Linked DNA regions of Mus musculus: all the other regions are linked to region 2. The links are chromatin contacts, called in public HiChIP or PLAC-seq and promoter capture Hi-C maps. All regions are on one chromosome and are shown on one strand. The core of a region is the stretch at or near the end of the contact, and the rest is flanking DNA. Distances in the headings are between cores, read along the strand shown. Region 1 holds the start of Tmem88 (transmembrane protein 88). Region 2 holds the start of Dnah2 (dynein, axonemal, heavy chain 2). Region 3 has its middle 11 kb from the start of Tnfsfm13. Region 4 overlaps Cntrob (centrobin, centrosomal BRCA2 interacting protein).

What was found. Promoter capture Hi-C pulls out the DNA fragments that hold promoters and counts their contacts. HiChIP or PLAC-seq counts read pairs in DNA pulled down with a chosen protein or histone mark.
Region 1: an H3K27ac HiChIP or PLAC-seq map of epiblast stem cells shows a contact between it and region 2. The contact joins the promoter of Tmem88 here to the promoter of Dnah2 in region 2. A contact is called at or near these places in 4 of 39 promoter capture datasets (cranial neural crest, embryonic stem cells, macrophages and 1 more), 2 of 15 datasets of contacts at CTCF or cohesin (embryonic stem cells and stem cell-derived epiblast-like cells), 8 of 484 Hi-C or Micro-C datasets (the N1E-115 cell line, bone marrow-derived macrophages, embryonic stem cells and 3 more), 25 of 115 datasets of contacts at active chromatin or transcription factors (the HPC-7 cell line, the SCID.adh cell line, T-cell acute lymphoblastic leukemia and 17 more) and 3 of 9 other capture datasets (adipose tissue, liver and pancreatic islet).
Region 3: a contact with region 2 is called in an H3K4me3 HiChIP or PLAC-seq map of embryonic stem cells, with 4 times the contacts expected there. The contact joins the enhancer-like site here to the promoter of Dnah2 in region 2. A contact is called at or near these places in 4 of 39 promoter capture datasets (embryonic stem cells, macrophages and stem cell-derived epiblast-like cells), 1 of 15 datasets of contacts at CTCF or cohesin (embryonic stem cells), 14 of 484 Hi-C or Micro-C datasets (all in embryonic stem cells), 7 of 115 datasets of contacts at active chromatin or transcription factors (embryonic stem cells and pancreatic cancer cells) and 1 of 9 other capture datasets (pancreatic islet).
Region 4: a contact with region 2 is called in a promoter capture Hi-C map of embryonic stem cells. The contact joins the enhancer-like site here to the promoter of Dnah2 in region 2. A contact is called at or near these places in 10 of 39 promoter capture datasets (the HPC-7 cell line, the SN4741 cell line, cranial neural crest and 5 more), 2 of 484 Hi-C or Micro-C datasets (bone marrow-derived macrophages and embryonic stem cells), 4 of 115 datasets of contacts at active chromatin or transcription factors (craniofacial prominence, embryonic limb bud, large pre-B cells and 1 more) and 3 of 9 other capture datasets (adipose tissue, liver and pancreatic islet).

What each region holds. Positions count from the first base shown.
Region 1 is chr11:69,395,466-69,402,725 of GRCm38.p6, reverse strand. It overlaps Tmem88 (transmembrane protein 88), which reads left to right and starts at 4,492. Exons shown (of 2, transcript NM_025915.4): 1 at 4,492-4,710; 2 at 4,845-6,210. The coding sequence starts at 4,501. The coding sequence ends at 5,114. Kdm6b (KDM1 lysine (K)-specific demethylase 6B) reads left to right here. Exons shown (of 24, transcript NM_001017426.2): 15 at 445-650; 16 at 745-809; 17 at 896-967; 18 at 1,063-1,211; 19 at 1,349-1,463; 20 at 1,546-1,733; 21 at 1,878-2,019; 22 at 2,404-2,530; 23 at 2,616-2,786; 24 at 2,877-4,218. The coding sequence ends at 2,900. It overlaps Naa38 (N(alpha)-acetyltransferase 38, NatC auxiliary subunit), which reads right to left and starts at 6,935. Exons shown (of 3, transcript NM_030083.2): 1 at 6,754-6,935; 2 at 6,366-6,549; 3 at 6,055-6,206. The coding sequence starts at 6,834. The coding sequence ends at 6,094. It also overlaps a transcript of Cyb5d1 not described here.
Region 2 is chr11:69,544,650-69,551,134 of GRCm38.p6, reverse strand. It overlaps Dnah2 (dynein, axonemal, heavy chain 2), which reads left to right and starts at 2,027. Exons shown (of 86, transcript NM_001081330.1): 1 at 2,027-2,143.
Region 3 is chr11:69,703,786-69,710,169 of GRCm38.p6, reverse strand. No RefSeq gene overlaps it. Among named protein-coding and RNA genes, the nearest start is that of Tnfsfm13, 11 kb to the right of the region's middle. Within about 2 kb of position 2,014, at least 49 of the 459 cell types and tissues checked have an H3K27ac peak or open chromatin away from gene starts, as enhancers often do. A contact at or near this core is called in embryonic stem cells and pancreatic cancer cells, where this site is marked.
Region 4 is chr11:69,295,130-69,301,703 of GRCm38.p6, reverse strand. It overlaps Cntrob (centrobin, centrosomal BRCA2 interacting protein), which reads left to right. Exons shown (of 19, transcript NM_172560.3): 18 at 1,389-1,461; 19 at 1,714-2,208. The coding sequence ends at 1,833. Among named protein-coding and RNA genes, the nearest start is that of Cntrob, 25 kb to the left of the region's middle. Within about 2 kb of position 3,308, at least 6 of the 459 cell types and tissues checked have an H3K27ac peak or open chromatin away from gene starts, as enhancers often do. A contact at or near this core is called in embryonic stem cells, where this site is marked.

The DNA.
Region 1 (7,260 bases), core at 3,243-5,742, 150 kb after region 2:
ACTACTTCTCATCCATGGTTAGTTTTTTTTTTTTCCTTTTTTTAATGCAAAATTTTAAGCAGTATAAAACCAGAGGAAACAATGAAGAAACATAAAAATCAATTCCGTGTCCTTTATACCTGGACATTCTCTCCTCCCAGGGAGTCATTTGGGAGGTACTCGAAGCTCGACTAAATCTTTCACTTGAGCCATTCATTGGTTTTCTAGCATGTGGGCATATGAATGCCTAAGAATTCTAGGCGAGAGACCTGAGGCATGAAGTAGTTGCAGAAAGGGGCTGAGAAGGAGGCAGCCTCGTCAGCTTCCTAGGATTGTGATTCGTGCCCATTCCTTGGTGCTGAATTCTGCCAAATCTCTGTCCACGTCGTCAGAGCCCTGGCCTGGAAGGAAAGGGGTGAGCTGAGCCTCTGACCTGACTGACATCTTGTTTGGCACTCCTTTCAGACTTAGGCCTTTTCTCCACCAAGACTCTGGTGGAGGCGAGCGGTGAACATACGGTGGAGGTCCGTACCCAAGTACAGCAGCCCTCAGACGAGAACTGGGACCTGACAGGTACCAGACAAATCTGGCCCTGTGAGAGCTCCCGTTCCCACACCACCATCGCTAAATACGCACAGTACCAGGCCTCGTCCTTCCAGGAGTCACTGCAGGTGAGGATCAGGCACAAGAGGGAGTAAGGGTGCTGGGCTTACTGGGTCAGGGCTTCAGGAAGTCACTGACCCACGTACCTGTGTGACCAAGCAGGAGGAGAGGGAGAGTGAGGATGAGGAATCCGAGGAACCAGACAGCACTACAGGAACCTCTCCCAGGTGAAGTACAAGTTTGTCCCTCCCTGCTTCTCTCTCTCTCCTCCCTTGGCTCGCCATCAACCTGTCTGTGATTTTTGCCCCAGCAGCAGTGCACCGGACCCCAAGAACCATCACATCATCAAGTTTGGCACTAACATCGACCTGTCTGATGCCAAGAGGTCAGTGAGGCTAGACCAGTGAAACTGGGATGCAACCCTGCTAGGTACTGGTCTGGGACACCCTCTTAATTTCGTCGGCATTCCTGTGTCCACAGGTGGAAGCCACAGCTACAGGAGCTGCTGAAACTGCCCGCCTTCATGCGGGTAACATCCACAGGCAACATGCTCAGCCACGTGGGCCACACCATCCTGGGCATGAACACCGTGCAGCTATACATGAAGGTCCCTGGCAGCCGAACGCCAGGTGTGCTTTCCACTGCGCATGCGTACTGTGCTGGCTGCGCGCACTCTTAGGCCTTAGCCAATGAGGGCAAAGGGCGTGGTTGTCGCTCCTTGCTCGCCTGCATCAGACCTTCTGTGACGTTCTATCTCCCTCTGCAGGCCACCAAGAGAATAACAATTTCTGCTCAGTCAACATCAACATTGGCCCTGGGGACTGCGAGTGGTTCGCGGTACATGAGCACTATTGGGAGACCATCAGCGCCTTCTGCGACCGGTGCGCATCACCCCTTGCAAGTCACCCTATCACCTCGGGTCCTTGGGTTTCCCACCTGACCCTGTGACTGCCCTCTCCACAGGCATGGTGTGGACTACTTGACTGGTTCCTGGTGGCCAATCTTGGATGACCTCTATGCGTCCAATATTCCTGTTTACCGCTTCGTGCAGCGCCCTGGAGACCTTGTGTGGATTAATGCAGGGACTGTACATTGGGTGCAGGCTACCGGCTGGTGCAACAACATTGCCTGGAACGTGGGGCCCCTCACCGGTAAGAGGCTGGGGTCGGGTCATCATGGGGTACGTATGAGGAGCGAACCCTGGAGGGGAAAACTGGGTCTGGAGAATCAGAGTCTGAGGGAAGAAGGGGCCGGGGGCTGGTTGAGACCCCTGCATGACTTCCTCTGGCCTACAGCCTATCAGTACCAGCTGGCCCTGGAGCGATATGAGTGGAACGAGGTGAAGAACGTCAAGTCCATTGTGCCCATGATTCATGTGTCCTGGAACGTCGCTCGAACGGTCAAGATCAGCGATCCTGACTTGTTCAAGATGATCAAGTGAGACCCCTGTTTGGTTACCAGCCCGTCCCACCTGGCTTGTTCCCCACCCTTGTTCTTCCTGGCTCCCCATTCTTCCCCTGCGTCTGCAGCATGTCCTTAAGACCTTAAGTGTCACTGTGCTGGGGACATGACAGAAGCCCTGCTCTCATCTCATAGCCGTTGTTTCCTGTGGTCCAAACACACACACAAAACCTTGAAATGTCAAGTGTGACATATTCAAGACGGGAAATGCAACTCAGAAACGAAAAGAAAGGGAGGGTTGCCCAGGGAAGTCCGTGGGGCTAGGGTCTCTGGAGCTCCACCCCTGCCCATCTGCCATCCTCCAGCCTTGGCACCCCGCTGGAGCCTTGTCTCAACACCCACCCTTTGGGTCTTGCTCAGGTTCTGCCTCCTGCAGTCAATGAAGCACTGTCAGGTACAGCGGGAGAGCCTGGTGCGGGCAGGGAAGAAGATCGCTTACCAAGGCCGTGTCAAAGACGAGCCTGCCTACTACTGCAACGAATGCGACGTAAGTGTGCAAGCTCTTCCCCCTGCCTGGAAGAGACCTAACAGTAGTAGTGACTTCTTAGTGACAGCCGCTTTCTCCTGGCCAGGTGGAGGTGTTCAACATCCTGTTCGTTACAAGTGAGAATGGCAGCCGAAACACGTACCTGGTGCACTGCGAGGGCTGTGCGCGCCGTCGCAGCGCGGGCCTACAGGGCGTGGTGGTGCTAGAGCAGTACCGCACGGAGGAGCTGGCGCAGGCCTACGATGCCTTCACACTGGTGAGAGCGAGCGCCTGGGCTCCAGAGGGGGCGCGGGAGCGGCCGGTCCCCATCCGCCCACCACTGAAGCTGCCCACTTTCTCCCCGCAGGCTCCCGCCAGCACGTCTCGATGAGGCCGGACGCCCCGCTCGCCCGCCCACGCTGGGCGCGGCGGGGCCACCAGCACACGCCTGGGCTGGACCTAGGTCCCGCCTCTGGCCGGGAAGGGGGTCGGGCCCAGCCCTTCCACCCTATTGGCAGCTCCCCTCACTTAATTTATTAAGAAAAAAAAAATGTTTTTTTTTTAACAAATACGAGGAAAAAAAAAGGAAAAAAAATGGGAGACGGGGAGGGGGCTGGCAGCCTCTCGCCCACCAGCGCCTCCCCTCACCGACTTTGGCCTTTCTAGCAACAGACACAAGGACCAGGCTCCGGCGGCGGCGGGGGTCACATACGGGTTCCCTCAAGCCTGCCCGCCGCGCGCCCGCCCGCCGCCCGCCGGCGCAGACGTTCGCGGCTCGTTGTGTACATAGACGTTCGGCAGCCGAGGTTTTTAATGAGATTCTCTCTATGGGCTTTACCCCTACCCCTGGACCTCCTTTTTTTTTTTTTTTTTTTTTTTTTTTTTACTTCCAATGCTAGCTGTGATCCCTGTATATGTCTCTTGTTTATTCACTTGGTTATGATTCGTATTTTTGTTCTTTTTGTTTTTTGGTTTTTAATTTATAACAGTCCCACTCACCTCTATTTATTCATTTTTTTTTTCTCTTTTTTTGGGAAAACCCGACCTCTTACATCCCCAAGCCATCCCTCCTGCCTCTTTGGGAGGCCCACTCCTGGGCCTTCCCTGCGCCCCAGTATGTCCGGGCTTGGCCCGTCTGTCTCCGCCCGCCCGCGGCTCCAGCCGGGCTCTCATGGTGCTCAAACCTGCTCCCCTCCCCTACGTCCTGCACTTTCTTGGACCAGTACCCCCACTCCCGACCCAACCCCGACCCCACCTGAGGGTGAGCGACTCCTGTACTGTAGGGGAAGAAGTGGGAACTGAAATGGTATTTTGTAAAAAAAATAAATAAATAAAATAAAAAGTTTTAAAGAACTATGAGGAAAAGAAACCCTGTCCTCCCCAGCCTCGGCCATTTTAAAAACATTGGACACACACACACACACACACACACACACCTTTTTTAAGGCGTGAAACATCCCAGGGCAGGGCCTCTCTGGGGCAGGGACACCCTGGGGTGATTTTCTCTGGGGCTTTATTTTCATTTTCTTAGTTCGGTTTTTTTCCCCCCCGCTGGGGCTGCGGAGGGGTGGGGGGGTTTACAGTCCCGCCCCCTCGCACTGCACTGTCTCTCTGCCCCAGGGGCAGAGGGGGGCTTCCCATTCCTACCCTATTTTCGGTGATTTTTGTGTGAGAATATTATTAAAAATAAAAGCAGGAAAAAAAAAAAAGAGACCCTTGTGTTTTGATGATGGCTGTGAAGCATATCAGTTGAAGGGTCGAGGAGCTAAGGGGAGGGCGATGCAGCCTCCGGAGGTGGGGAGCCCCTCCTCAGAGGAGCCTGTGGAATGTCCAGACCCACAGTCTGCCCCTTAGGATGGGGATGCCTAATCCCAGAGCCGCATTCCAGGATAAGGTAGTGGGGGGCGGGGTGCAGAGAGACTGCCCCGGGGGAGGGGCAGGAAAGAGGGCTATAAGGACTGCAGTCGTGTGGGGCGGGAACCAACCAGGCCATGGCGGAGGTCCCCGGAGCCCAGCGCCCCGTTCTCGCTGGCGGCCCAGAGCCTCGGGATCCCCTAGATTGCTGGGCCTGTGCAGTGCTAGTAACGGCTCAGAATCTGCTGGTGGCTGTTTTCAATCTCCTCTTGCTGGCACTGGTGCTGGGGACCATCTTGCTACCTGCTGTCATCATGTTAGGCTTCGGCTTTCTCTGCCACTCCCAGGTAAGCATACCAAGGGGTATGCGTGAGTGGTGTGTGGGCGGCGGGGGTGGGGGGGTGTCTGAGCCACTGCATCCCCACTTGGGCTGTTTCCTCCTGGGCAGAGTGGCCCATTCTGATGTCTCTTATCCGCACAGTTTCTGCGCTCTCAGGCACCCCTTTGCACCTCGCATCTGCGGGACCCAGGCTTCACAGCCCTGTTGGTCACTGGATTCCTACTGCTCGTGCCGTTGCTTGTCCTTGCCCTGGCTACCTACCGCCGCCTCTGCCTGCGCCTCCGCCTGGCCGACTGCCTCGTGCCCTACAGCCGAGCCCTCTACAGGCGCCGGCGCATCCCACAGCCGAAGCAAATCCCAGTCTCACCAGGTTCTCGGTCTGTTCCCACACCGGGAAAGGTCTGGGTCTGAGGTGCTTAGAGTCAAGAATCCTGTCGATTGCCCTCCTGGTCTCTCAAGGACTTGAAACAAGCCCAGGGGTGTACTGCCCAAGCCGGTTCCTTACCGCGGCCTGAGCCGGATCCTACCATCCCTTTGATGGAACAGCTGAATGTGGACGTAGAGCTGGCGAAAATTCCCATGTCCCAGAAACGTCATTCACATTTGATTCCTGAACGTTTGGGCTGGACCCTGCACATCTTCTTTCCCTTCCCTATTGTAAATAAGAGAGCTGGACCTTGTGCCTTCCTTTGCTGGTGCAGCTCCTCCAAAATTTACAGGACTGAGGGACAGGGCTCACACAAATAAGAGAGAAGCCATCACAAATAATAAAAAAAAATTATAAAATGAATGCACTCTGTGAATACAGGGGTGGCACATATCCAATCGCTCCTGCACTGGGCTCAGGAGTAGGAAACGAATCCTCAAGACTACAAATGGGCAAATCAGAGAGCATCTCTCAGCATCCTGCCTTTTCCTTATCGCATTAGTCCATTCTTCCTGATCAGACCCCAGAGTTGTCTGGCCCTGACCCCAAAGTCACTTCCCCATTAATAGCGCAGAGAGGGCCTTGTTTCGGCTGCCTACCCAGCTCCCCTTGGGGACCCGAGCCCGTTCTCTGACCCCAGCTTAAAGGAACTGAGTGTTGCCAGGCCGGGGTGGGAAACAATGGATCTTCCGGGGCAGGATGACACCGCTTCCCGCTAGAAACTGAAGCAGGAGCGTGGGAGGGAAGATGGAGGGGCCCACCCTAGGGCCTGCTGCCTTAAGCTCCTAACTTGAGGGAGGGTTTGGTTCTTCTAGGCATTGGGGCAGGTTGAGGAAGCTCCTGAACTCTGATGAACCTCTAAGGGTGGGGTGTGCTAGCCCTCCCCTGACATTGGACCTACACACAGACACAGGCCACTTTGGTCATAGGGTTTAATGGTCTCAAAGAGAAGTGCAATTGTGGTCAGAGATACGGGCCCCCCGACAGACTCTCCCTTTGGACTTCAATAGAAACGATGTGGTGTCCTGGTACCATGGCCAGACCCAGCACACGGGGTTCGCCCGCAGAAAATGAATCTGGAAAAAAAAAAAAAAGTCAGTATCAGAACAGCAGGCAAACATCCGTCTCGCCCCCAGAAAATAAGGGGGTGCAGTAAGGCCTGCAAGAGGAAATGCCTTGCAGTGAATTTCCGCCGCATTCCCGAGGAGGTAGGTGTGTATTCCCTGGACACTGACCAGAAGGCTTGAGGAACTCTTGCGCAGAGCCCAGGATGACATTACAGTCGCGATCAGTGCACAGGAAGCAGCCGACTAGTGTCCTTCCATCTGTCATACGGATACGCATGGTCTTGTTGAGCAATGCCTCTAGTTGCTGCCGTGCACGCGTGGCCGGCGAGTCCTCCTGTTCCCCATCAGAGTCCTGCTAGGGCAGGACAAGCACTCAGACACCTAGGATCGGCAGCACGCCCAAGGAACCACAGTTCCCAGCTGCCCTCGCGGCGCTGCCAGAAGCCCGTGGGCTGCTGGGAATTGTAGTTCTCCTTTCCAACCTCGCCACCCCCTTTCCCCTCCCCGCCCGGTGTCGCTCCCCGACTGCTCGTCCAGAAACCAAGCCCACGCTAACCCCGGCGCTGGAGCTGCTCTGACGCCGACTGCAACAGCCATTCTCCTCTCGTAGTAGCATGGTCGGCCCAGCTCCGGCCATTGGCCCTGGGACCTCTTTTGGGCCTTAAACTTCCTAAGAGCGTTTTGGGGGATCGGCGCGTCAGATCTCGCGAGTGCTCCCAAGCGCTTTCGTGAGATCACAATTCCTCCTCGCCTCCGGTTCCGCCACTGCAGATCTCGCGAGATTTTATTTCATGCCAGGTCCCTACATGCCTACTGGGCTACGAGAAGAATATCGCGAGAACTTTACCTGCAATTGCTTAAACAGCTTTTAAACGCCTGAAATCTGGTGATTAAAAAACCCTCTATTCTAGTCTCCTCGTCGATACTTTCTGTTACCCCTAACTCATCTAGCCTACACTCCGTTATGAAACGGACTGTCTTCATTTCCTCTAAGAATGAATTCAACCACAGTAGGCTCGAAGCCGGAATCCGGAATGCTTCCGGTGGACACGCGCAGCCCAAA
Region 2 (6,485 bases), core at 778-3,277:
CCTGTCTGTCCCTAGCCATAGCCCAAGGGGCAGAAAGTCACTCTAAGAAGCTGGTCTGGTCAGGTGTGGTGCACACACTTTTAATGTCAGCACTCGGGAGGCAGAGGTGGGTGGATCTCTCAGCTTGAGGTCAGCCTGGTCTACAGAGTGAGTTCCAGGCTAGCCTGGGCTACACAGAGAAACCCTGTCTCAAACAGAGAGGGGAATAGGAAGGGGGGAAGGGAGAGGAGGAGGGAGGGAGGGAGGGAGAGAGAGAGAGAGAGAGAGAGAGAGAGAGAGAGAGAGAGAGAGAGAAAGAGAGAGAGAGAGAGAGGAGAGGAGAAGAGAGGCAAGGCGAAGAGAGGAGAGGAGTAGAGAAAAGAGAAGAGAAGGAAGGAAAGGGAAGGGAAGGGAAGGGAAGGGAAGGGAAGGGAAGGGAAGGGAAGGGAAGGGAAGGGAAGGGAAGGGAAGGGAAGGGAAGGGATGGGAAGGAAAGAGAAAGAAGCCCTTGCTTGGTCTCTCTACCCCCTTGTTTCCTGTGTGTATACAGTAGTTGTTCTTACTCAAGGAGTTTTTAAGCCCGAGGAGGGTAAAGATGATGTTTCAAGCTTTTGGAAGCCTAAGACATAAAATCCTGAGCAGGAAGCTGAGTGTGGGGTAGCAAGAATTTGTTATCCCAGCACTTGTGAGGTGTTGAGGGCAGAGGCTTGTGAGTTTGAGGCCAGTGTAACCTATGAAGCGAAACCCTATTTCAAATACACAACACAATGAAACACATCCAGCGAGGGCGAGCAGAGCAGAACTAAGGGAAACAAGTAGGCTAGGGACCCAGATGCCTAAGCTGCCCTTCCCAACTGTGGAAGGAAGGTCGGTGGAGCTTGGCCATCCTGGGGGCGGAGCTGCAGAAGCACAGGCTTGGCTAGCCTTTGCAGTTTAAGAGATACAACTTTCACCTGTTCAGAGTATGGTCTGTGTTGGGGAGTGTTAGCGATAGGAGAAGGGGTAAGGAGTTGCAGTAGAAATTTCTTTCTTTCTTTCTTTCTTTTTTTTTAAATGTGTGTTTATGTGCGTGTGGTAGGGAGCGTTTGTGCAGGCCGTGGCATGCGCATAGAGGGCAGGGGCCAAGTTGCCAGGGTCTGTTCTACCGCGTGGCTCCACAGGATGGAACATTGCTTCTCAGGCTTTGCAGCAGGTGCCTTAACTCGCTGAGCCAACACACAAGACTGCAATAAAAATATCTGGTGGATAATGTTTGATGTTGCAAACTGAGATTTAAGTTAGAATGAAATGTGGGGCTTCTTCCTAACGGGAAAGTGGGCACCCACAGACTCGGGTCTCCCCCTTCCCAGGAAGATGTTCAAGGTCTGCAGGCAGGCGGGGGAAAGAGATGTGGGGTGGTTCGGAGGCAGGGTACTGGCTTGCCTGGACTTGGGGTGATAAGTAGGGCAAGAAAGAAAGACACAGAATGAATGGCCACTACTGAGTACAAGAGTCACGTATGTGGCAGGGCAGGTGTCCGGAGGGAGTTCAAAACAACCAGGTTCGAGGCAGCTGTGATTCTCATGAGGGAATTGAAGCAGTCCGTTTCCTGGTTCTCTATCAGGAACTTAGGCATCAGCTCCCCCAGTGGCACTGACTGGTGGGGTGGGGGTGCCCACGAGCAGCCTCAGGGGGCAGCAGCTGGTGAGTGGGGAGGAATCTGTGTGCTCAGCAAACAGCAGCCTTCGTGCGCACGGGCTTCCTCCTCCCTCATCAATCAGCCACAGCCAAATGTCCCTGCATTCCCACCACCCCAAGGGGACTGGGGCTGGGCCAGGGTCCCCAGGGGAGTGAGAAGGGGATGGATGTGGGGAGCCGGGGTGGGGCTTCGGTTTCCACCCATTGGCCCGAGTTCTCTTTGGAAGCCCTCAGTTCTTCTTGTCATGGAATGACTCTTTCCTGGCTCATGCCACTGGAGGGGGGTGGCCTCAGCTACAAATCACCTGTGGGGGGGCTGCTGGTGGGGAAAGGGGGCAGAGAGATGAGTCAGGGTTGTTGAAGAATCCACTCTGGTTCTCACGGAACTGGTCCAGGGCAGGGTCAGCAGGGCGGTTGCTGGCACAGAGGCCCCGTCTCCCACACTGATCCCTCTCTCCTAATGGATACTCAGGTCAGCCAGTGGCGGGTAAGACCCTGACCCCTTGAACATCTGTCCTTCCAGCTTCTCCTAGCACCCACCTTATTCCCTGCTTCTCACGAAGATCTAGAGGTATGGCACCCACCTCATCCAAAGTTTGCTATTACCCACGGGGGTTGGAGGGTGGGGGTAGGGGGCTGTGACTTCTAGGTCTTAGCTTCTGGCTCCCTCTCCCTCTCAGCCCTTACACCCCTCAGGGACCCAGGCGTCCTGCCCACTCCCTTTACCATAGCAACCATTCTTCTTGGAGTTGCTTAAGACTTTAATATCATTTCATTAAGTCAGTAAGTTCAGAGAAGGTTGGGAGCACAAAGGGACTAGGACTGGGCCCAAAAGGACCAAGGTAGGGGGGAAGAAGGACCGAGGCCCCTCTTCTCCGTGGAGATGGCTCTGAGAAATCAAATATTGACAGTGGGAGAACAGACCTTATTAAATCTGGGACAGGGGTGTGTGTGGGTGACTGTGGGAATGGCCGGGTGCCTGGGTTCTGAGGGTGATAAGGCTCTGGGAGGAGAGAAACGCCTATAGTTGAGGTGGCCCAGGCTAAGGGACCGATCTCAGGGTACAACTGCTCAGTCCCTTTCCTTTGGGATGTGCTTAGACTTGCTACTCTGGTTGTTTCTCAGCTGTCCCCTACAGCCCCTAGGGACAAGCATCCCATCACAGCTGTGGCTGCGCCCCCCCCCTCCCTTTACCTCCACCTCTGCTGATGAGCTTCAGCGGCGTTTAATCGGATTGAGCAGTAATTAGCAAAGCAAGATGTTTGATTACCTATTTAGCATAATGTGGGGGGCTGGGATCCCTAGGCACAGCCACCGTTGAGAGGGGAGTCAGAAGAGAAAAAGGGTCTATGCAAAGTTCCTTTCCCTGAGGGATTTATGAACCTGCCCTTGAGGATCCCCATCCCAAGCCTCCCCACAAATTTTCAGTCCTTTGGGACTTTTCCCTCGGGATTCTGACCAGTCACATCACCCCTCTTTACCATCTGGCTGGAAGATTACCTATGAGTTCCATCCCAGCCCCGTGTACTGTGCAGCTGTTGGTTTTAGGGTGTGGCGCAGCCTCTTTCCTTCAGTCCCTGCTCTCTCAGCAACAGGAGTCTGGGCTGGGCCAAAGACCACACAAATCAGAGCTCAGAAACTCATCTTCAGGATAATGGCGGCAGCTAGATGTGGCAGCACACCCCCATAATTCCAGCACCCAAGAGGCAGAGGCAAGACTCAAAGTTTGAGAGTTTGAGGCCAGCTTGAGCTACATGGCGAACGGGGAAGGTGTTGGTATTGGTGTTGGTGTAAGTAAGAGAGGAATGGTCGATTATGGAAGTGGTGGCTTGGGTCAGGGTGTAGATAAATGCATTGGCTTCCAGGAGTACCAGGGACTGCCACTTCCGGCAGGACCAGACTGGCTAAATGAGACCTGTCAGGTGTGAAAATGGTAGAACTGAGGTGCCAGCGTCTCTTCATATCCAGCAAAGAAAATGTCATCAATTTAGCTCCTCATGGAAATGTAATCAGTGGGCTCGCTGCTGGCTTTGTCTTAATTAGGCACTATTGATGGAAGCAGGGAGGGCGCCTCCCTATTCCCATGATTCTGCTTCCTCGTGGCATTTCCCACGTCTCCCCAAAGCGTCTTGCGACCTCGGGTACAGCTGTCTTTTCCACCTTCCAGCCACCAGGACACGCAGCGCCCCCTAGCACCCACTCAGTTCTGCCCCTCCAATGATCTCCAAGCTGCTCTGGGACGCAGCCTTTGTTCTTATGGAGAGCAAAGCTCCTCCCAGGCCGGGTCACCTTCCCCAGGGGAGTCCCCGCCTCTCGTTTGCCCCCCAAACCAGCAACGCTTTTCAAAGCCAATCCTCAGATTAAAAAAAAAAAAAAAATTCCAGTTCCAGCCTTCACCCGTTCCCCCCCGCCCCCGCCCCGTGCCTCCCAGCAATCCTAGACCCCAATCCGGGCTAAGAAGCGGGAGCAGCGGGAGGGCAGGGGTGCTCCAGCCCCGGTTTTTCCCCTGGACCCAGCTGCAGCCCTGGCTGTTTGGAAATCCTGGAGAGTTTTCTAGAAGGTGAACGAGTCTCGCAGGCGGGACCCCGAGCGCCACCTGCTGGACCCGTGCAGGCCGGAGCCCACACACCTGGGGGCCGGGGTCGGGCGTTTGGGTCCCCCTGTCTTTTCCACATCCTGCGAGACCGTGTCTCATTGTTTTCAGTCCCAGCTCTTCCAGCATAGTCCTCAAATCCAGGCGGGAGCCGTCCCCCGCACCTTCGGCTCCCAGATTTAGTAGCTCTCGAAACCCTAGCCGCGCCCCCCCTTGCCCTTTAGTCTCAGATCCACGCGGGAAAGACTCTCGTGGGGTGGGGCCGCGGAGCAGTGCGCCTGCGCAGTGTCCGCAGACCCGCCACTTACTCTCCCGGCCCCGAGTTGCCATGGCGACGCGTGCATGCAGGCGCGGGCCTGGGAGGGCCACGCGGGGCAGCTTCTTGGTTGGTGTGACCCAACCGTCTGTCTAGGGAGGAGAGGGTCGACCTTGTGAGGTGTGTGTCGGGACAGAGGGAAGGAAAGAATGCTGGGGAGAAGGGGGCAGCTGTAGGGGAGGAGCAGCAGCCGAGCTGGGGTGGTTGTAGGGGGAGAGGGGAGCAAGGAACATTTGTGACTGGGAAGAAGAAGGGCAATTCGGGGTGCAGTGAAGGGGGAACAGTTGTGTGGGCAAGAAGTTGTGAGGGAGACTGCCTACTGGTGACCAGTTTGAGGAGCAAGCGGGCCCTGAGGTATTTCCAGTAACCCCAGTGAGCCCCAGGCTGGAACAGTGTCTCCCGGTGTCTGCAGTGTGGTTTCTGTCTCCAGAGGCTCCAGTGTGAGGCTTAGGGGAGCTAGATGCTTCCCCCTGAGGCTGATGGAGGAAACCGCGCTCTTGTAGTTGGTTTTATTGATTTGTTGGCCTAACAGAACGTTTTTCCTTGGAGCAAAGTACAAATCCTTCAAGTTTGAAATTCATAACCCGGTGATCAATGCCTGTGGCAGCCTGTGGGGATGAGGCAAGGCAGCCACAGGTGGCTGCCAGGCTCTTGAGGAGGAAGAGGGAGCGCCCAGCATTCTACAGTGTGTTCAGGAGATTCTGTGCTCCTGACTTAGTTGCTTTTTTTTTTTTTTTTTGCCCACTGGGTCTTCCTCATGTCCTCAGTTTCTTTTTTTTCACCATTGCATAATTTGACATTCATTACTGGGTGGCTTTTGTCCTTCTTGGTTGTTCCTAAGGACATTTGGAATCTGGTGATCCTGAAATTGTGTACTTAGCATAGACTCAACCAACAGGCCTAAGAAACCACAGTCCACACTAACCAGGCTCCCCACCTCTAAGCAATTAAAGACTAAAGAGACTTGTGCACACGGTCTTTGTTTAAGGCTGCTGAGATCTCAGTGTGGTGGGAAGAACATTTTTTTTTTTAAGTGAGGAGGAGAGGAGCTACATAGGAAAATCATCTGGGTTTGCCTCAGTGACTTGACACAGTAACAGCGACGATGGTGGCAATCACCGGGACTGTGCCTTCTCTTATTCAGGAGACTGCAGGATAGTGTAGCTGAAGGCCTGGGTGAACATAGACGTTTTCCATAACCTCCCTTAGTGCGGTTTCTGATATATATATATGTGTGTGTGTATGTGTGTATGTGTATGTATGTGTGTGTGTGTATATATATATATATATATTTAATGTATATGTACATATATATGTATGCAAACGTGTGTAGATACCCAAAGAAGGGAGTCAGATCACTAGGAACTGGAGTTACAGACAGTTGTGAGTCACCTGGTGCTGGGGAACCAAACTCTTGTGGTCCTGACGAGGAGAAAGCTATCTTTTCAGTTCCTGTGTCTGTTATTTGTTTATTCCTAATGGCTTATGAGACCTTGATTTCCCCTACTTGCAGTTTGTGTGTGTGTATGTGTGTGTGTGCATGCCGTGGTGTGTACTTGCAGGGCAGAGAACACTTGTGCATGTGCACTCTATACCACATGAACCCCAGGGATTGAACTCAGGCCCTTAGACTGGTTGGCAAGCACCTTAACGTTCTGAGCCCTCTAGCCTGCCCGGGGCTTTGACTTTTAATCTGATTCTGTGAAGAGTTTGGGTTATCCCAGGGAAGAAGAGAGGCCTCCATGGTCCCCCTCCCTTCTTAAATTGGGTGTTTGGAGCCTAACCCAGGGCCTTGTATACACATTCCAAGCAAGCACTTTACCACTGAGCTGTGACCCTTGGGAGCCAAGGTTCTATTGGGTATGCTCCGAGGGTACAGCAGGGTACCCCCAGAAAAGATGATCATCTAAGGTGTCCCAC
Region 3 (6,384 bases), core at 765-3,264, 160 kb before region 2:
CTTGCTCAGCCAGCTCCATGGCTCTATGTTTCTTGACTAAATTCACTCCTTCAAGAACTGGGAGCCTTACCCCAACCTCTGCTCCCACCTCTACAGTATCCACTGCACTAACCGTGCTGAGAGAAGGTTGACTCTCTGTGGAAGCCTCAGAGCCAGAGTTTCAGTTTCCCAGCATCCTTTGCTACAGATGGGGAATAGGCCCCTGTCTGAGGCACGAGGACTACTGCCTGTTCAGTCTTTGTTCTGACGAGTGAGGGAACAGATTGAGAGCAGAACCCGCTCCAGGGAGCATCTGCTTTCAGTTGTGCTGCAGGAGACTGCAGTTGTCCCAGCCAGGAGACTAGGGAGGGAATAGCCTCTGCAGAGAGCAGTGGCCCTCACTGCGGGTTTTCTCCACCCAGGTCGATGTTCTAATCTGATTCTACAATCTTCCCAGAGACTCTAGGAGCTCTGCATGGCTCTTCATCTCATTTCCTGCTGATACCTCCCGGGGTTGGTTTCTATTCCTTCCAACTAAAAGCTCTGCTACCTCAGTCCCATGCAGGGCTCTGGGTAGAGATGAAGGCCTTCAGGCCTGCCTGTGTGATGGCCAGCGATCAGCCTCAGGCACAGCTTTTGCCTAGGTCCCCCTTCTGCAGGGCTGGGCAGAACACTGAGTGGTGGGATCAGATTATGGGGCTGCTGATTGGATGACACACAGTTGTCACTGGAGATGCCTATTCCAGTCTTACACACCAGATCTGAAACTCCAAGCCTGGGAGCAGTGTTCCCAGAGGTCACCAAACACTCACCGCCTAGGCTACAGTAGTGAGTCCTAGATACCCTGGGCTACAGTGTGAAACTGTTTCAAAAACAAACCAAAACATAAATACATGCTGTGCTAAACAAACAAAACAGAAACAACTTTTTGGCCTAAGTACTTGGTCTAAAGTCAGCAGGAGTCACTACTCTGTGCTTCCACCTTTAAATACTGCTCCTTAAACTCTTCCTCAGAGGCTCTGGCAAGAGGGCATCTGTTGGTGCAGGAAGTCAGAGGTCTTGCCTCCTGGGACAGAGAAAACAGGAAAATATAAATGAGAGAGCGTCCAAAGCCAGAAACAGATGGCCTCAAGGTATCACTGGGCCAGGAAGCCAAAGGCAGCATGGGCATGGTGGGGTTCCCTTGGGCTCAAGGCAGGGGATAGAGACACACCTTTAAAGAGTGCTGTGTAGCTCAGTGGTAGAGAGCTCAACCAACATGGAGGAAGTCTTATGTTCAGTTTCCAGTATTTCAAGGGAAAGGGTGGAATTTAGTTAATTCCCTCCTTTGCAAACCAAACAACAGTTTTTCTCTTGATTTACAACAGGCCTGCAGGTGTAAGGGGGATGGTGGCGGTGGTCCCCTGCTGTTCCTTCCTGGAGATTCCCCTTCCAGTACCTAGCTGTGCCTACACACAGGAAACATTAACATTTTTCTTCTTTCACTTCACAATGTGTCTCAGAGTGAGCCCCTTCAATGGTTTCATATAACCCAAACAAACAAAAAGGCCGCATGTATAGTACCAGAAATTGGGGGGCTCAGGCAGGGGGTTTTGGGGAGCCTGAGGTCAGTCTCACCTGCTACATAGTGAAACCCTGTCCAAAGTAGATGGATGGGTGGGTGGCTTCGGCTTTTGCCTTTGATCCCAGCATTTGGGAAGAACAGGAGTTCACGTCATCATCTTCAGCTACATAACCAGTCTGAGGCCAGTCTGCATCAAAAACCAATGATCTCATGTTTCCACTGAGTTTTATTTGGTATTTTTGTACCACAAATGTAGGCATCCAGTGGCCATGGCCAAGCTGGGTTTACCTGAAAGGGGGGCTGGAAATGAAAAAGGGGGGGGGTTAGGGGGAGAAGAATGAAACCAAAACAAGGTACTGATCAAGGCTACAAGTTTAGTATTCAGCACTGCCTTTGTATAGGGCAAGCCCACACACCCCATCCTCCATTTCAGCTGGATTATGTTGCAAAGCAAGGTCTGTGGGCAGTCTATTCTTCTAAATTCCTGTGGGGAATTACACAGGCAACCCAGGCAGGTGACTCCACCTAAGGCACGTACAGCCAAGGCAGGTGACACCACTAAGGTAGATAAGGTCCATTGTGGCCAGCACTCGAGGTCTGTTCAGTCTGCTCAAGGCTGGGAAGGCCACACACAAATAATTCTTCACCTTAAAACAACAACAACAAAAACAAGCCAGGGGCAGTGGTGACACACGCCTTTAGTCCCAGCACTCAGGAGGCAGAGGCAGGCAGATTTCTGAGTTCGAGGCCAGCCTGGTCTACAGAGTGAGTTCCAAGACAGCCAGGGCTATACAGAGAAACCCTGTCTGGAAAAACCAAAATAATAATAATAGTGATGATGATGATGATGTTATGGTTGGGGTCACCACAGCATGAGGGTGTATTAAAGGGTCTCTACAATGACCCATACAGGAAGTCTTCCCAGCGCCAAAAGCCAGTGGAGGGCAGAATCCAGGTGCTATAGTCTGTATCTTAAATGCCTTCCAAACATCTGTCCCAGCGTGCGGTGCTACTAGGAGGTGGGTGGTGAGGCCTGTGGGAGAGAAGGCCTGTGGGAGAGAAGGCCTGTGGGAGAAAAATCCTGAAGGGATTGTGGGGATCCTGATTCCCATTTAAAAACAGGCGGGAGTTACCTCCTCCCATGATGCTCTGCTTTCCATGGCCTGAAGGAGCCCAGATACTAGGGATTAAAACCTCTGAATTCTAAAATAGAAACAAACTTTGCTTCCTTAAGACTGATTTACTGTAGGAAAGCTAATCAACAAAGCAGGCGCCTCGCCTCATTGCCTAGCCCACTGCTACACAAAGGGTTAACAGCTGGCTGGTCCACCACTCAGGATGTTCATGGGGTTTGTTGCAGTTATTTATTTATTTATTTATTTATCTAGGGACAGGGTTTCTTTGTGTAGCCCTGGCTATCCAGGAACTCACTCTGTGAACTGACCTCAAACTCACAGACATCTGCCTCCCTCTGCTGGGATTAAAGTCCTAACACTGCCAAGGAGCACTTTCAGGTAACTGTTCCTGAGTTTGCAGGGCAGTTGGCTCCTACTGCCTGCTCTCTTGCTTGGAGGGAGGACAGATGGTGTGACACATCAGAGCTAAAACAGAAGTGAGTCAAGTTGCAGCTCAGGGCCAAGCCCAAAGAAGGTGCCAAGGGCCAGGAGCCAAGCCAGACCAATCACATTAGCCTCGGAGCCAACACAGCAGGTTGCCAACATAGTCAGGTGCTGAGGCTGGCTAGGAAGGACGACCGACCGGCTCAGCCTTAACCTGAGGGCAGCTACAGACTGAATGGTGAAGAGGGAGGAAGACAGAGGGCTGACTGTGGGGAGCTATACCAACCTAAGACTTCCTCAGAGGGAACTTTAGTTCGGTGTCCTTGTCCAGGTGTGGACTTGGTAAGGCTCACACTGATTCTGGGGCCCATGTCTTAGATGGGTAGGGGGTTCTGTTTCTGGAAACCCAACTTTCCCCCCTGGACTGTGGTCTTCAGTCCTGAGGCAGCTGAATCCGGTGTCCTCTTTGCCAACATTATCAAACTTTGCTTTCTGCTGACCTTGGCCACTCTGCCTCCACCCTGAACATGCTTCCCCCTGCAAATACTTTGTACCATGCTGTGCTTCTTAGTAAACAAGCAAGAAAAGGGACAAAGAGAGAGAGAGAGAGAGAGAGTCAGCACATGTCAGCAGTAGAGCACTTGCCTATCATGAACCAGGTTTTTTGTTGTTGTCGTTGTTCTGTTTTTTGTTTTTTTGTTTTTTGTTTCTTTCGAGACAGGGTTTCTCTGTATAGCCCTGGCTGTCCTGGAACTCACTCTGTAGACCAGGCTGACCTCGAACTCAGAAATCCGCCTGCTTCTGCCTCCCTAGTGCTGGGATTAAAGGTGTGCACCACCATGCCCGGCTGTGGTGGGGTTTGGTTTCTGGAAATGGAAAAAACCTCAAAAAAAAAAAAAAAAAAGCCAGGTGTGGTGGCGCACGCCTTTAATCCCAGCACTAAGGAGGCAGAGGCAGGCGGATTTCTGAGTTCGAGGCCATCTACAGAGTGAGTTCCAGGACAGCCAGGGCTATACAGAGAAACTCTGTCTCGAAAAACCAAAAAAAAAAAAAAAAAGTCTTACTGTGTGCCATGTACAAGCTGGGCCAGGAGAGATATGGACCTTAAGATAAACAGTCTTGGAGCTGGAGAGATAGCTCAGCAGTTAAGAGGTCCTGAGTTCAATTCCCAGCAACCACATGGTGGCTCACAACCATTTGTAATAAGAGCTGATGCCCTCTTCTGGAATGTCTGAAGACAGCTACAGTGTACTCACATATAATAAATAAATAAATCTTTTTTTTTTCTTTTCTTTTCTTTTCTTTTTTTTTTTTTTTTTTTTTTTTTTCGAGACAGAGTTTCTCTGTATAGCCCTGGCTGTCCTGGAACTCACTTTGTAGACCAGGCTGGCCTCGAACTCAGAGATCCACCTGCCTCTGCCTCCCGAGTGCTGGGATTAAAGGCGTGGGCTGCCACGCCCAGCTAAATAAATCTTAAAAAAAAAAAGATTAACAGTATTAGCGTGCACATGGCTGTGTGAAGTGTGGGAGGCAGACCCCAGAGAGCAAGCTTGACCAGGGCAATGATAAACACACAGCTCTGGTGACAAGGACCCCTTGGGAAGCACTGTGAGGCAGCAGTTGGTGTGTCGGACCAGATCAGAAGTGCCATGACTTTTTATGATAACTCTCAATGGGTTTAAATCCCAAAACCTCACAGTGGCCAAGTGAGGATGCTAGATCTGCCCAACCTTCTCACATCTGTGTACATCACATCTATACGGTAGGTAGGGTGCAGTCATTTCTTGGAGAGGGGGGGACTGCCTGGGATCGAGGGCAGCTACCACTGCCCAGCTCCATGACAGACTGAATGTCACTGGATGTGGAAAACAGCCACTCAGACTTCTAGAATGTGGGGTACAGAAAGCATATAGCTTTTTTTACCATTGTACAGATGAGAACTCTAAGCTGCAGGCAACACCTGTTCACTATTTGCATCTCCCATCTCTGTCTGCACAGAGCCTAGACACAGGCACACAGCGAGGCACATTCAGTGCTTAGACCATAGTTCCTAGGCACCCTTCCCCCAGAAAGGGAGCAGAGTTCCTCAAGAGAAGGGTTCTGAGTGGGATAGAGAGGGAGAGGAAAGGAGGGAGGGAAGGGAAGGAGAAGGGGAAAGGAAGGGGTGGGGAGGGAAGGGAAGGGGAGGGAAGGGAAGGGGAGGGGAGGAGAGGGGTGGGGAGGGAAGGGAAGGGAAGAGAAGGGGAGGGGAGGGAAGGGAAGGGAAGGGGAGGGGAGGGGAGGGAAGGAATGCAGGTGAGCTGAGAGAAGCCGACTTTGTGGTGAATGCTCATAACCTCAGCATTTGGGAGGCTGAGACAGAACCGGATTAGCAGACAGGAAAGCTCTGTAGTAAACAAACTGAAACAAATCCAAGTATTAAAATGGATAATGATTTAATACATCTTGATACATTTTAAAATACACATGAATAATGAGTCTGTGGCTTACAACTTGTGGCAGCCTGTCAATAGTAAGTGGAGGCTAGTCAGGAACCAGCAACTGCTCAGGCCAGGTGGAAGCTGAAGGAAACTGAGGGGCGGGTGGTGTGGCCTCGGTGGGGGCTGAATGCGGTTCCTGCCCTTGGAACAGGACTGGCAGTCTATAGAATCCTGGGTTGTGGATGGCTACTGTGGGCGTTGGGCTTGTTTGTATAATAAATGTACATGGTTTGTATTCTTTCTCTAAGGAATGTCATGGGGTTAAAGTTAATGACTTCATGATAATATGATAATTAGAGACTGGAGACATCCGGGACAGGAAGGTGTGGCTAATGCTCAGCAAAATGCTACAGACTGGGACCTTCAGGACCACACTTTAAGGCCATGGAAAAGAACTCTCAAAACAGAAGTTCAGAATTTATGGGTTCTCAGTCATGCAAAATATAAAGATACAGTATAAAAGATGAATCTAAAGGAACAAAAGCAGCCTCACTGTGAGCCAACTTGTCAGAAGATACTAAGGAAGTTTGTTCCTTTGTTATTGCTACAAAGGCAGAGAGATTTTTGAGTTCAAGGTCGGCCTGGGACAGAGCAAGGTCAGGCCGGGTGTGGTAGAAATGGTAATTTCAGAACAGAGCCCCCCACCACCACCACCACCCCAGCTAGCTCAGCAATTGTGTGTAACAGACGAAAAACCAAAAAAAAAAAAAAAAAAAAAAAAGATATGCAGAGATGAAAACATTCAACATTCAGTGAATGTTTTTTTGTTTTTTTTTTTTTTTTTAAAGATTTTATTTATTGA
Region 4 (6,574 bases), core at 2,059-4,558, 250 kb after region 2:
CTGGGGCTGGTGGGCCTGGAGCCAGCTTGGCCCAATTGTCGAGACCAAGACAATAAAAGGCCGTTTTACAAACTAAAATAGCTAGATATAGTAGGAGATGCCTTTAATCCCAGCACCTGGGAGGCAGACACACAAAAATTTCTATGAGTTTGAGGCAAGACTGATCTACACAGTGGGACCCTATCTCAAAAAGACAAAAAAAGGTTCCTGTGGCTAGCTCTGGAGGAGCAGCACTGGAGGCCCCTGTCCCCTGGTCTCCACATGCATGTGCACCTAGATACGAGCACAGAAGCACAGTCTGTGTTCTGTAATTCAACCGTGGTTTGTGTGAGAGCAGTAAGGCCATGGTGATGGCTCCCTAGAGCTGACCGAGTGTTACAGGCAGTGCTCACCGTGTGCAGTGTAAAACGTGTGCTGACCGAGTGTTACAGGCAGTGCTCACTGACTGTGCACAGTGTAAAACGTGTGCTGACCGAGTGTTACAGGCAGTGCTCACCGTGTGCACAGTGTAAAACGTGTGCTGGCCGAGTGTTACAGGCAGTGCTCACTGTGTGCACAGTGTAAAACGTGTGCTGGCCGGGCAGTGGTGGCGCACACCCTTGATCCCAGCACTTAAGAGGCAGAGGCAGGCGGATTTCTGAGTTTGAGGCCAGCCTGGTCTACAGAGAGAGAGTTCCAGGACAGCCAGGACTATACAGAGAAACCCTGTCTCGAGACCCCCTCCCTCCCAAAACCAAAACCAAAACAAAACATATACTGTGTGTTCAGAACCAAGGCTGCAGTGAAGTCTCAGAGCAACACCATCTAGAATTGCAACATCTTGGACTCATTTGGGCTTGATTTTCTATTAATTTTTGATTGTACCATATTCAGAAACCTTTTCTGTATGTGTGTGTGTGTTTTCTTTTTTAAATCTCTGTTTTGTGGTGTCATGCCACAGTTTAAGAAGCTTGGATCCAATCCAGAGTAACTCAGTGGCTCCCACAAAGTGTCCTCCACGTGGGCTCCAGCTCCACTACCTCCCAGTTCTCTTTCTCTTTTGTTTTTGTGGTACTAGAAGGCTCTCCCAGACTCACTCTGTCGGTCTGCCTTCCTTTCTCCCTTCCACCCTTCCTTCCTTTTCCCTCTTCCTTCCTTCCCGCCCTTCTTCCCTCCCTCCTCCTTCCTTCTCTCCTTCCTTCCTTCTTTCCTTCTTTTCTGTTTTTGTTTTTTTGAGACACGATTTCTAAGTATAGCCCTGGCTGTCCTAGAGCTTGCTGTGTAGACCATGCTGGCTTCAAACTGGGATTAAAGGCATCTCACTTTCCTAAGAGAGGAAATTGGGGAATTGGGGGATTACTCCCCTGCCCCCACCTTGTTCTCATTCATACCCTTGATTTGTGTGGCAGAACTGATGGCCAAGGGGAGCTTGTCCCCAGAAGAAACACAGACTCCCGTTTGGGTGAGACCACTCGGAAAGAGGTGAGGGAGCAGGGGAGAGCAGGGCTCCCCACACGCTAGCCTGCTACTCAGGGTCTGCACTTGCTCTGGCCAGCCCCACCACTCAAGGTCCGAACTTGCTAGCATCCCCACCTCTACACCCCACTCTCCCCATCTCCACCCACTGCTTGCCCACTGGTTGGAGCCTCTCCGTACACCATGCCCTTTCTCTGTGGGGTGGGGAAAGTGAGGGGATATGATGATGGCTTCTTCTTCTTTCCTCTTAATTCTCAGATCCCCTCCCAGGCTGTCCCTCGACGCCTTGCTTCAGTCCCTAAGACTGAAAAGCCTGCACGGAAGAAAAGTGGGCATCCCGGCCCTAGCATGAGGAGTCGGGGCGGCATCTGGAGATGAGGCCCGCCCTTCTCCTCTTCTGCCATTCATTTTAATTAGTGCCCTGCATTCTGTCTGTCTCAGAGGAATCTGGAAAATGGAGATTTTTGTAGGAAGCTACTTTGTGAAGAAACCTTCCAGAATTGTTTTATTATTTTAGAATATATTTGTTTTCTATGAGAAAGCCTATGGAGCCTTTGAGGCTGGTGTGTGACTAGATGTCTGAGTGGCCCTAGGCTCAGGGATGCTTGCAGTGGTTAGATGCCCCATAGTAGAATTATGAGTGAATCTTTTCTTTTTGTATAATTTATATTTTGTATATTTTCTGAAATAAGTATGTATTACTTTAGTAATAAAAAAAACTCCCAAACTTTTAATAAAAGAGTAAATTATTGTATAAATGTTTAATGTTTAAGAATGTTTAAGAAAAGCTTCTTATGCTGGGGAAAAGTTTTGTCTTTTAAAACTTTTAGATTATTTTTATGTGATTCCCCCCCCCCCCCTTTTTGAGACCAGGTCCCTCTCTGTGTAGCCCAGGCTACCTCTGTACAGCCCTCCTGCTGTATATGTGTTGGGTTACGAGCTTGTGCCAACATGCCTGGCATTCCTGCTTTCTAAGAGCAGATGACTCTTTTGGGTGGCACTGGGGATTCAGGTTGGCAAGTTCTGTCCAGCCAATAGGTGTAGTTGAGCTATAAACTTTACAGCTTTAAAACATGCAAATAAGACGGGGATGATAGTGCATGTGTTTAGTCCCAGCACGAGGGAAGCAGAGGCAGGTGGATCTCTGAGGAGGCCAGCCTGGTCTACAAAGCAAGTTCCAGGATAGCTGAGACTATACAGTAAAACCCTGTGTTAAAGAAAAAAAAGGAAGGAAGGAAGGAAAGAAGGAAGGAAGAGGAAAGTAACAGCTGTGTCTGAGCCTTTTCTCCCGATGTTCATCAAAATGAACACAGCAGTGTTGTGGGCTGTGAACTGAGAGCTGCTTGAGGTGTCTCGTGCCTGTAATCATAACACTCAGGAGGCTTAGGCAGACGGGTGACGCAAGTTTGAAGTCAACCTGGGCTACCCGCCTGGGCTACAGAACGAGACTCATCTCGAAAACCATCAGGACGAAGCTTCTTAGTTTAGGCCCAGTGTTAAGGAGTCGGAAGCCCAGTCTCACTTAACCTGGGAGGATGGAGAGTTTCAGGCAGCCTGAAGGGAAGGAAGCCTTACACCTGCAGACAGCCTCCTGCGCCAGAGCGGCCCAGACAGGGTGATGGGAAGGAGGGGCAGACAGGGTGCTTGAGCAGGCTTCTGAGGAGATGGATGGAATCCGGTGTAGCTGTGCTTCACACAGCGAACAGCAGCACACGGTGGAAGTTTTCTCTCTGCCACCTGGCCTTCCTCTGGGGACAGGGATGGAAGTAGCTGACAAGCCAGTCCTGTGGTTCTGCCCTTCAGCTCGGCTTAGGACTTTCTGCATTGTGTACAAGAGGAAACAAAAGGCAAGTAGCTACAGAGATGGCAGCAGGCTTCGGGGGAGGGGACTGGGAGGGCGGTGTTGTGAGCCCCACCTTTAGGAATATCTGCATCTTTGTTTCACAAAGTGCCATCAGTGACCAAACTGATCTGTGGCGCACCATCAGTATGGATAAAAGTGAGTTTTACACTTTTAAAAAATATTGGTAAAATGAACATTCAACTCATATCTCAACTCCAGATTCCAGCAGCCACCACCAGCCGACATGCCCTACATTTTTCTTGAGACACAGGCTGAAGTAAGTGTCCCTAAAACAGCTCTCAGTGAGAGAAGGGCCCAGTGCTGCTTAGCCACTTTGGGAGGTCATTCTAGCAGGACAGCTTTGATTTCTAGGTCTACTTAGTCACTGAGGAAACTTAGGAGGGATGCAGAAATCACGGCCATCTCCCACCTGACACCTCTGTGGTTATCTTAGGAAAACTCTGAGAAGGGGAACAGACAAAACCAAAAAAAAAAAAGTGAAGGATTTCAAGAAAGCCTACATTCCCAGCTGCCTGGTGCAGATGGCCTGTTGGTTATAGGGTTTTCATCTCCCAAGGAGGTTCAGGGCTGTGTGTTAGAAGGGCTTAGGGGACTTAGGAGGTGGGGCCTGCTAGGGCGGAAGCTAAACTGCCGTGACAAAGCACAGCCTTCCAGACAGTTGATTTCTTCCGTGATGGTCTAGAACAGTAGGGAGTCTAACGTCACTGCTCACCTGGGGCCTGTTGCGCACCATCACCATCACCATATCACCATATCACCATCACCATATCACCATCACCATATCACCATCACCATATCACCATCACCATCACCATCTCACCATCACCGTATCACCATCACCATATCACCATCACCATCGTGCTGCTCGTCCTGAGCTGTAACTCACACAGGTGAGGTGAGATCATTATGACCCCCAGCTGGAACGTGAGGAAAGACTTTAGGGGTCCAGCGTCTTACTCCACATAGCTGAAAATATGATGCACCCACTTTGCTATTATACCATTGGCAAGGTGGTCAGCATTTGGCTCTCAGAAATGTGCCCTAACTGGGCTGCCAGATATGCAGCTGGTACCGTGTGTGACAATATGGGAAGGGTAAAGCAGGTCTGGACGGACAGCTTAGCCGTCTGCCCTGTGGAAGACTAGGCCCTCTCTTAAAGACGTTGAAAACTAACCATTGTGGCAGTGCACGCCTTTACTCCCTGCACTGGGGAGAAAGGGGAAGGCAGATCTCTTAAGAGTTCGAGGCCAGCCTGGTCTACAGAGTGAGTTCCACGACAGGCAGGGCTACATGGTGAGACCCTGTCTCCAAAAAAATAAAATAAAATAAATAAAAAAAATTAAAGGATGTTGAAACTATTCGTTGGGAAGGTGACCCATGCCCATAATTAGTGGTGAGCAACTGTGAGACGCTGGGGAAACCACATCAGTCACACAGACCAACACAGAGCTGAGCTAGTCTCTCTCAAAAGTTAATGTTGGAAAGAACTTATTTAAGCAGTGTTCTTTTTGAGAGGAGAAAGGTGGTATTACAAAGACGCAGCCATACAGGCAGGTAGTAAAGGGATGAACTCAGGACTGGAGAAGAGGCTCCGTGATTAAGAGCACTTGCTGCTCTTGCAGAGGACACAGGTTTGGTTCCCAGAATCACAATCAAGTAAAACTCTAAGAGATCTGAGCCCTCTTCTGCCATCCTCCAACTGCTGCGCACATACACACACATATATGCATGTACACACACACACACACACACACACACACACACACACACACACACACAAATATACTCACAGCTGCACGTAGCAGGCCATCTCTAATTCTAGCACTTGGGAGGCACTGGCAGGCAGATCAGAGTTCAGGGCCAGCCCAGTCTACAGAGTGAGTTCCAGGACAGCCAGGGCTACACAGAGAAACCCTGTCTCAAAAAAAAAAAAAAAAAAAAAAAAAAAAAAAAAAAAAAGAAAGAAAGAAAGAAAGAAAGAAAGAAAGAAAGAAAGAAAAATTAATTCAGAGATACAAGCATCATGTATTTATGACAGTGGCCACTTAAGACGATGAAGACAAACCAGTATGGATTCTGGGAATCTGAACCCCTGTCTTGCATGTGGGGCAAGCGCTTTATCCACTGTGGCCTCTCCCTAGCTCTGCAGGCACTGTTCTTAGTAGGGTATGTTAGAAACATTCTCTTCACAGTATCAGTTTTGCAGGCTGGAGAGGCAGCTCAGCAGTTAAGAGCATTTGCTGCTCTGGCAGATGTTAATGCTATATTAAATCGCATGTTAAGATTTATAGTAAATTGTTCATTTTTAAATTTCAATATAAAGGGCTTGGCTTAACAAGAGATTTTTTTTAAAGTAGGGGCTGGAGAGCTGGCTTATCTGTGAAGGGTGATGGCTGCTTTTCCCAGAGGACTGGGGTTCAATTCCCAGCACCCACATAGTGGCTCACAACTCTCCATGACTCCAACTCCAGTTCCTGGGATCCAACACCCTCTTCTGGCCTCCGCAGGCACCAGGCAAGAGACATAGACATACGTGCAGATAAAACCCATACGTGAAATAATTACAAAATAAAAATAAAAATTTTAGAAGAGAGACATCAGCAGGCATTTCTTGAAAAATGCAAACCCAGTGAGCCAGTCAACACTGGGAGAGATGCTCGGCCTCGGCCTCGGCCTCACTGGGCACTGTGGGGGGGATGCTTGGCCTCACTGGGCACTGGGTGGGGGATGCTCAACCTCACTGGGCACTGGGTGGACAACTACAAATAAAATCAGAGTTAGCTATTGTTTTACCCCATCAGACAGGCAACATTTTACAGGTCCAAATGTAAAGCCACTGAGATATGTGACAGCAGCAGCTGTCCTGCGGGTGAGAGAAGCAGTGGGGGGAAGGAATGACAAATGGACCATTTTGGGAAACATTTTGGCAGTACCTGATGTGGCAATGCACACCCTATGATGCAGCAGAGCTGTCCCTGGGGACATGCCCTAGAAAAAGAGCTCTGCACCAGAGACAAGTCCATAGATGTCACAGAAAAATAAAATGCAGGCAGTTGAATGTCCTTCCACCAAGGCGGTCTCACATCAGGAAATACTCGCAGCAGTTCAGATGGGTGAACTGTAGTTACAGACTCCTGTCTGTCAATCTGTCTGTCTGGGTGAAGGTCCGAAACATGGTGCTGAGTGACAGTGCAAACTGTGGGAGGAAATGGGCAACACGTGCTGCTTACATAACGTTAAAATCAGTGCAGGCTA